Regions from separate parts of the Gossypium hirsutum genome. Here region 2 is linked to region 1. A link is a contact called in public Hi-C data. All regions are on one chromosome and are shown on one strand. The core of a region is the stretch at or near the end of the contact, and the rest is flanking DNA. Distances in the headings are between cores, read along the strand shown. Region 1 holds the start of LOC107950472 (O-fucosyltransferase 39). Region 2 has its middle 16 kb from the start of LOC107950470.

Region 1 (4,719 bases), core at 881-3,380:
GAATCAAATGGTTCGAGTTGCTAACTAACCTCTGAAGTACAGGCAAGACATTCTCGAGGTACCAGTTTGCAGATGCATGAACAGGTGCTCGTTTAATTCGGGTTGGTCGAATAGCAGTGGCATAATACTCTCTTGTGCTCCAAGAGAAATCATCAGGTAGTTCTTTGACAATCGATATGTCATCCTTCAATACATTAATAAAGTGATCCACATCAAATATATCCATGAATGAGCTGCAGGGAAAATATTTTACTTAAACCGGGCGAAAACTAGAAAATTTCCACTTAGAATAAGAACTTGAAAGGATGATTCCCTTCCATATAAAAGTACCTTGAATCTTGCCAAACCGGATTTACTTCGAGATACGGGATCACAAGTGTTGCATTCAATATTTTAGCAACGGCAACCGCATCACATATCTAGAAACAAAAAGGAAATGTTTAGTAAAACTAGAATCATCGAATGTTTCATAATTGTAAAGCACTTGAATGAGGACCAACCCCCATTCTTTGCTGGTTAAGCCCTCCATCAAGAAAGACCTGAAGATATCCTTCAGATTTCTGGGGCAACGCTGCTCAAAGTAATCAAAGACCAAAAATCCAAGAAAATGTATCATTAACACCGCAAACACAAGTCTCGTAACACGGAATACCAACAATAAAAAACAAACCAAAACTTGAAAATTTTGTCACTCACGTGGGGCGTTTACGGATCCACCAAGACATGGTCTCCACCCTTGGTCAGCCAAAGGAGCCCAAAGATCAGTCGGTTCTCCATCAGACTGAATACAAACACAAAAGTAAATCAAACATCAAAATCACCAGTCAACATAGAGTCATAAAAGGAAAATCACAACATATGCATATACGCAGGCACGCGAACATACTCACACTTTCACGTTGTAAGGCACTCGCGAGTAACCGTAAATGTCGAGGTTTCGGAACACTCCACTCCTGCAACAAACATCAAAGGGCAGCACAATCAATTAATTTCCTTTCATAGCCAAAGCAATAATTCAACAAACCAGATAAATTTAAAGTTCCATTTCCTCCCCAAAGAGAAAATTACGAACACTATCACTATATTATCAATAAACTAATGGGAGAACTCTGCATAAAGAGCTGGTAAAACTATTAACTTTTATATATATACACATACACACACACACACACACACACACACACACATATATATATATAAATTTGTGAATTTTGTGGGAGAAGATGCTTAATTTAACTGAAAAACACTTGCAAAGGCTAAAGAAAAATTTACAAGAAATGAAGAAAAGCTGAATTGGTGAACATTATTTTTCAATTTTTTTCCAGTTCAAGCAAATTAACTAATATATTACCTACCAAGACAAAAAAAAAATTCTAGTTTTGGCATAATTTTCATTAAAGCAATATAATTACCAGACACACTTGAACCATTGTCGGCAAAATATACTCAAAACAAACCCTTAACTTTACATTTTTAATAAACTGCAAACTTTTTATTTCTCATTTCCATGAAATTTTCCACGAAGAAACTGAGAACCAGGAACCCATTTTTCCATACAAAAAAGAAAATTCTACTAAGCTATATACATATATATGTATATGTATAGAGGAACGTACCAAGAATGTTGAAGGGGAAGCATGGCTGAATGAAGCAAAAAAACAAGGCAAAAGAACTGGGAAAAGCAACACAAACAACCCAACAATGGCTTCTTGTCTTCTAACAGGCTTATACTGAAACCTCATCATTTTTTCCATTAAAAGCTGAAAAAAAAACCCAGATCTCCAAGATGATCACTTTCCCTCAGTTTTTTTTTTTTTTGGATTTATTCTTTGTTGATATAGCTTGCTTGATAGTGATAACACCACTAAAACAAGCAACACAAAGAAAATCTAATCAACAACCAATAAAAAGCTCAAATCAAAGCATCCCCAACATCACATGAATTCTCTCATCTTTTTCTGTTTCCTTTTTTCTTTTTCTCTCTTAACTTTCTTTCATTTTCTGGACACCTGTATAGCTTTGATTATGGAAAACTGTGTCCTTTATAAAGGGTCCCCTTTCAGAAAAAACAAACAATAGATTAAAAAAAGGAAAAGCTTAAAGCTTTTTATGCTTGTGCATGAAAAAAAAATAGGTAAATTTATTTTTTGGACATGACTAATGATAAATTTAGAATCTTTAAAACCTTTTTTTTCATAATTTTTTTTGGTTTAAAGGGTTGTGAAAAAAATTAAACAGTAAGGTAAGGTGATGGGCTTTTTTTGTTAAAGTTTTTAGATTAAAGTTTTCGTCTTTTTTTGATTTAAAACTGTGATTATAAAAATTAGACCACCGACACTGAGACTTGAAAACTGTTGAAGCCTTTAAGGTTTATGTATGATTACGGATGGAAGCTGTGATATCATGAAATGGGGGCCCCATCTTAACAATTTTTTTTTTAGTTTTGTCTAAAATGGTTAAATTCGTCTATTAGTCTATGAACTATGTGTAAGTTGTCGTTTTAGTCCTTATACTTTAATTTGGTCAACTTTAATCTCTATATTTTTGGAGATTGAAATTTTGGTCTTCACCAAATGGTAGCTATCAAATTCAATAATTTAAATTCTGTTATTTTTAAAATTTAATGCGATAAATATATTGTTGTGTGTATAATGTCATGTAGCTTATTATTTTCGCATGTTACAAAAAAAAAAGTTAATAGATTTTAAGATTTAAATTTGAAATTTTAAAAATATAGCGACTAAAAATGATCTAGTTGGAGAACATATATGGGCCGATGAGCAATGTTGGGGGCAGGCAGGGCCAAAGTACATATATGGACCGATGAGCTAAACATGTTTAGCCTTTAAGTTTTATAAAATTATAAGGTAGTGTATGATCAAATTATACTTTAACCCTTCAAAGAATGACAGCTTTTTTTAATTTAATCCTTTTAGCTATAAGCTGATAAAATGGTAAAAATACATTTTAGCTCTTATAAAAATATGTAACTTAAATTTAGCCCCTCAAAAAGATCTTTGGCTTCACCCCTATAAATATAGACTAAATCTACAACTTTACACATAATACAAGACTAATAGTAAAATTTAATCAAACATATTTAACTGCTATCATTTGATCGGGACTAAAATTTCAAAATTCAAAATGTATAAAAAACTATAATTGACCAATTTGAAAAGTATAATGACCAAAATGATCAAATTAAAATATACTTACTAAATTCATAATCTGCACAAAATACAGGGTCTAATAATAGAATTTGATCTTCTAAAATCCAAGGAAATAAAGGTCATTAATTTAAGGTACCAAATAGGGTAAAATTTAGTCCAACTTTTTCATTACAGCTTGATGTAAGGATATCTGTTTTTCTTTTTTTTTCTTTTTTTTTTTTTGGGGGGGGGGTTTAATGGTCATAACTCATAAATATGGAGCTTTATTTAATTAATATTTTTATATATTTTTTAAAAATTATGATTAATAATTAAAAAGAAAAACTTTGTTGATTAAAAGTGCCACATTCATTCCCTTTCTCCAATAACTAATTCATTTAGGAGTATTAGGTTTTAATCAATTACAATCATTTTAATTAATTTTTTTCAATAATAAATGTAATTAAATTATAAGTATTTTTAAATATGTAATAATTATCACAATATTTGTTAAATTATAATTATTGTTAAATTTATAATTATAACAAATTTTATTTTATGTAGACTCTTTTTAATTAATAATTTTTAAATATTATAATTATTTTTAAATGTCAATTTAATAATATGATAAAAATAAAAGATATTCTCGTCAATTTAAATAAAAAAAATTTAAACTCGTACTATTATATATATATAACATATTTTAAACATCATAATCATAAAATGATATTATTTTTTATATATTCTTTTATCATGCTTTTAGATGGAACCTTTATTTATTATCTTCCTTATCCTATCAAAATCATGACATCTTTTTTATTATAAAATAGAATTGAGTTAAGTATCCAATTCACTCAGCCAACTCATATTATTAAAATGTTATGTTATATTTTAAACATTTAAAAAGCGAAAGATTATATATTTGTAGGACCCAAATTTTTTTATTTTCATATATTAAAAAGAAAATACGGGTAATAAATTTAGGGAATTTATTAAAATTTAGATAGTTCCATATTTTAGGTTTTAAACCTAAATTTCTCTCAATATATATAAAACGTACGATAAATTGAAGCAATTAGGGGTGATAAAAAAATCTCGAATTTATTGGGTTTCAATCTACTATAATTTTATAGGTATCATTTTCAATCTAGTTTCGAAGCATAAATAAAAAGTTTTGCTTTAGCGAAAGGAAATGAATGGGCTTCTGATAGTGTTTTGTCGTTTTAATGACAGAGTCCATTAATAAAGTCGAGGTAAAAGTAATTATTTTTAGGAAAATTGGTTAGTTTATCTATGTGATTTTAATTTTCAAAATTTTGACGGTTTATTTTAATTTTAATTTTTCAATAATAAATAAAATACTCCAACTGTATTAAACTAAGGTAAAATCGAAGAAATCAATTTAAAATTAAAATCAAGATCGAAAAATATATTTTAAATAAAATCGAATTCAAAACCATATATATAAATTAATTAAGAAAAAATAAATCCAACACCCTACATTGCTATCCCTAATGGTATGAGTAAATATTGAATACTTTGCTTTGATTGAACACTCAAAAAAAGGTAC
Region 2 (4,719 bases), core at 860-3,359, 49 kb after region 1:
TCAATACAAAAAATTCAGGAAATTAATATAGTTTAATGAATTAATTTCTCTATTTTTTAATATATTTTTTCAAGTAACATTGCAATCATATTTATTTACTTATTATAAGTTTTGTTTATTCTTATTATTGGTTTGAAGAAACTCAACGTTTATTTATTATATTATATTTTATAGATTACATTATCTTTTTAATTAATTAGTATTAATGAATAAATATTTGTTTGGTACATTAGCAACGAAAAATTTTAACTCCATAAACAGGTTAAGATTTTGTAATGTGTCTTTAAATTGTATTTAAAATTTTTTAAATTAAATAAATAAGGCATGCATGAGTGAAGCTAAAAATATTTTTTTGGACGGATTTTAGTTGTATATTTTTATGAGAGCTAAAATGTAATTTCAAAATTTTAATGGTTTATATCTTTATAATTTTTTAAAAGACTAAATTAAAATTTTATCATTTTTAGGGAGTCAAAGTACAGTTTCACCATGTACTATTTTAAAATTTTATAAAATTTATAAAGCAAAAACTAATTTTCCATTTTAAGGAGGTCGAGGCTGTTGCCAACCTTTCTCGGGCGCCACCTCTAAAGACATTGTGGCAAAATATCAACCCTGCTTATGGAATAAAAACTTTCCAAATAATTACCGTTGGACTATGTTTAGATTGGGAGTGAAGGGGAAAAAGGTCTTTTCCTTCCTTAATCTTTCCTTTTTTCCCCCTAAAAATAGGGTTAATAAATTCATATTACTATAATTGCTTCTTTCATTGTTTAATTATAAACTAGTTTAAAAAATTGAACATTTTACATATTATTATTTTTAAAAAAATTTCCAAAGCTCAGTTTCACTCTCATCATAATTTAATAATTTTTCTTTTTTCTTTTCCTTTTTATCTTTATTTATAATTAAAAACAATTTAATAAAATGTATATTTAAATAATCTTATATTCCGTTAAACAAATATCAAAATATTACATTTTAACCCAATTAACGAGAATAGCATAAATATATTAATTAATGTAAATAAAAGTAATCAAACATTCCCCATCAAAATACCTTTAAAGTATACTCAAACCAATTAAGAAAAGTGGGGCTAGTTTTTTTAACACCATGGATTGTAATGAATGCTTTTATAAAAATTCCACAAGTATCTAAAGTGAAGAGAGACCAAACATTACATGATACCCAAAAAGCAAAAAAAACCATGGAAATGATCTGTGGAACGATGTCCTGCAAAGGAAACAAAAGATAAGTGATGGGCTTTTTACATGTGATGCACAGCTAAATTTGGTGTGTTTGAAGTTGAAACCCTCAACCAACCCAACCACCTGTTTTGTCTTTACCATGTGGGAGTTGGTGTGGTTGGAGAAAATAAATTTGTTGGGTCACTTTTGCTATTACTAGGATTGTTCATTTTGCCAAGTAATTGGTTTGTGTTATAGATCAATGATTGGTTATGATACACATGTAACACTAATTCCTAATCATTATTATTTATTAAAGTGTTTTTATCTCTACATTTGTATAAATATTTTAGGGTCAATTACACCCAACGCCATTAAATTATTAGTAAGTTTATGTTTTAGTCACTCAACTTTAAAAAGTTGTAAAATGGTCATTGAACGATTTGAAAATTTTCATTCAAGTCATTGAACTATTAAAATCGTTGTTGTATGGCCTTCTTTGTTCGCACCGCCTGCACCAGTCAAAAGCTCTCATTCTCCTTCTATTTTATAATTTAGTTTTTTTTTCATGAAATAACTTTGAACGTCACGAACCTGCGAACCAAGATCCAAATAGTTTTTTTTCTCTAATCTTCGATATTGATAGTCAGGTTGACTTAGATCTAAGGTATGTTCTTCTACTCGTCGACCGGTATTGACCCAGTGTATTAATCGTCAAACCGTCGCTTGGAGCTTACTAGCCGGACTTTAAGAAAAAAAATAGCTTAACAATCTAGTGACTTAAATAAAAACTTTTGAACAATTCAGTAACTTTTTAAAGTTATTTGTCGCTTCACTTGTGATTCAATCAAGATGTGTTTATTTGGGTTTAAAATTATCAAATTCATTATAAGTGTGGACTTATGTTTTGGGCCGGCCCTGCTCTCCTCATTATTTTCAAGTCATCCTGAAGGCCCAAAATTTCTCATTGACTAATATCAATCCTATTCTACATAAGGCCCAAAATCTGAATAATTTGGTAAAAACATTTTTCTAGTCCCTTTCAAAATTGATATTAAGCAAATTGGTCCTTTTAAATATTAAAACTTAACCTTAAATTAATCTGAAGTCCCAAAACTTCAGTCTTTGCCAATAGTTACACTTTAAACATTATTATGTCATTAAAAAGAAATTTGAAAATATATAATATCATAACTACACCACATGAACCTACTTATCTTCCTTTGTGATTATACTTTGGGCTAAAAGTTATTCAATTTCCAATATCTGACTCCATTGGGCAACCCTTAAACTAGCTAGTCGCTGTAGTTAGGGCCTGTTGGAGCATCTAAATTAATAGCTTAATAACTTCACAATAAATGTAAGGTAAGGTTTTTAAAATTTGATTGGTGATTAAACTGGTCAAATCATCAATTTTTAATTTGATCAATTTAATCAGTTTAATTGATTTGATTATTCAATTTAATGAGTTCAATCTATTTACGGATAAATCGATTTAATATTTTTCTAGACTGATACCATAATTAATTTTCAATTCAACAAGTTGATATGATCTAATTCGATTATAAAAATAATGCTTTTAATAAGTTCAAGTCTTTACAAATTAATTTAAAGAGTTGATATAAACACTACAAAAGTGACAATTGATTAGTTGGATCCAAAAAAACTCGAAAAATGACTGAAATGTTTTTTTTTACTTAAAGAAAATCAAAATTGAATCGACTTTGACAAAATTAAATTGGATTTTTTTTTGTTGAATTACAATAATAGGGTAAATCCCGAACAACCAATGCGACTAGCGCGACTTGAATCCAGGCCACACCTAGGATGATGAATACCCTTGACCATTAGGCTATCACATGGGGTTTCTTTTGGTTGGTTAATTGACATTATTTCCTATTTCTTTATTTTTATTGCGAAATTATTAAGTTATTAATTTAAGTTATTTATCTAGACTATTATTTAAGTATGTGACCAAATTGATTTTATATTTACTTTGGTAATAAAAAAATTGACTATTTCATAAGAATAAAAAATAAAAAAAAAAATATTTTTCAGATTTGAGGATAACAATAACTATAAATTTTACCATATTATGCGTGCGGAAACTACGGATTTAGAACACATATACTTATTTAAAGGTAACATATTTTAATACTTTTGGGTTTCATTTTTGAGTAATATGTATAATTTATTAATTGGATTCAATTTTTGGATAGTGTGTAGGAAATTAGTAATTATAATTGGGTTTTGAATTTAGGTAAAGGATTGTGTTTGGATTTATATGTTTTTAAAAGTTATAAATTTAATATATATTTTAAACTCAGTTAATTCAAATTAAGATAGAAATCGATTCGAGTTAATCATTCTACTTGTTTTTCTCTAATTAATCGATAATTAACTTAACGAAATTTAAATCGATTGATTCAATTATTTTGATGAGTTTTAATCAAACTTTCAAACACCCACATTTAGAAAACACCAATGATGAGAATCTCATTTTCTTTTTTCCTTGTGGGAAAGGTAATGTCCCTAGGAGTGGGAGAGGACCAAAACCTTTAGTCACGCCTTGTTGAGCATTCTTTGGACTTAGAATTTTCAAAGCTCAATTGTAGACGTTTTTGCCCAAAATAGTTAATTAATTTAGTCAGAACAAGAAAAAGGCCAAAAAAATAATCTTAAAAAAGGTTTCTTTAATCATTATAGCATATATTTTGGCTCGTTTCTTACAATGTGACTGCTAGTTTTGTTTTGTTTTTTTTTTCCTCTGGACAACTTGGGATGTCATATATACACTGAATCATATTCTATTCACCCATTCTTTTACATTTGCTTGTCTTTGTGGGACTAAAATTTTATGTCTTTATGACAGTTCTAAGCTCTCTTCTTTTGACCATTTCATTGTCTATCATCCTCGTTGTTTAACCATTCAAAGCAAGAATATGGGGAGATAACGAAAGATATCTAATCATGTTAACTCATATATACGGTTTAAGAAAATTAATTCTTACAAGATTTGTAATTGCCTCTCTCAATAATATTATCTTCACAATTCAAATTTAAATTCTCTTCTTAAGAATAAAATATATTTTACCATTGCGCTCAATATTTAATATTAATGCAACCCGTATCTAATTTCATTTGGAATTTGGACAAACAATGGAGCAACATTGCCCTTTTCTTCCTTACATCTCACAAACAATAAGTCTAGATAAACAGCGGCAAAATTAGAGGGGATTGACAACAACCTTGGTAAAATTATTTTAGAGCCCTTTTAAAAATTAAAGAATATAAATTATATAATAATAAAATTTCATTTTGACCCCTCCAAACATTTGTATTTTACTTCCAACCTCTCCAAGAAAAAATTCTAGTTTGATCCCTATTATAGACGTAAAGTATCACTCATGTAATTAATTATTACTACGTGTCTCTTTAAGCTATAAAGAATATTGTAATTTCAATGTGTCAAATCTTGAAGTAGCTACCCAATCTTTTCCAAATCTTTCGTTGCTACTCGTAATTTAATAGA

The links. Hi-C and Micro-C count contacts between places; a contact is called where the count stands out from the background.
Region 2: a contact with region 1 is called in a Hi-C map of leaf, with 4 times the contacts expected there. The contact joins the enhancer-like site here to the promoter of LOC107950472 in region 1. A contact is called at or near these places in 5 of 34 Hi-C or Micro-C datasets (all in leaf).

The regions. Positions count from the first base shown.
Region 1 is chrD03:4,178,289-4,183,007 of Gossypium_hirsutum_v2.1, forward strand. LOC107950472 (O-fucosyltransferase 39) reads right to left here and starts at 2,131. Exons shown (of 11, transcript XM_016885323.2): 1 at 1,617-2,131; 2 at 891-953; 3 at 697-781; 4 at 501-571; 5 at 331-419; 6 at 30-233. The coding sequence starts at 1,754.
Region 2 is chrD03:4,227,317-4,232,035 of Gossypium_hirsutum_v2.1, forward strand. No RefSeq gene overlaps it. Among protein-coding and RNA genes, the nearest start is that of LOC107950470, 16 kb to the left of the region's middle. Within about 2 kb of position 2,110, at least 2 of the 9 cell types and tissues checked have an H3K27ac peak or open chromatin away from gene starts, as enhancers often do. A contact at or near this core is called in leaf, where this site is marked.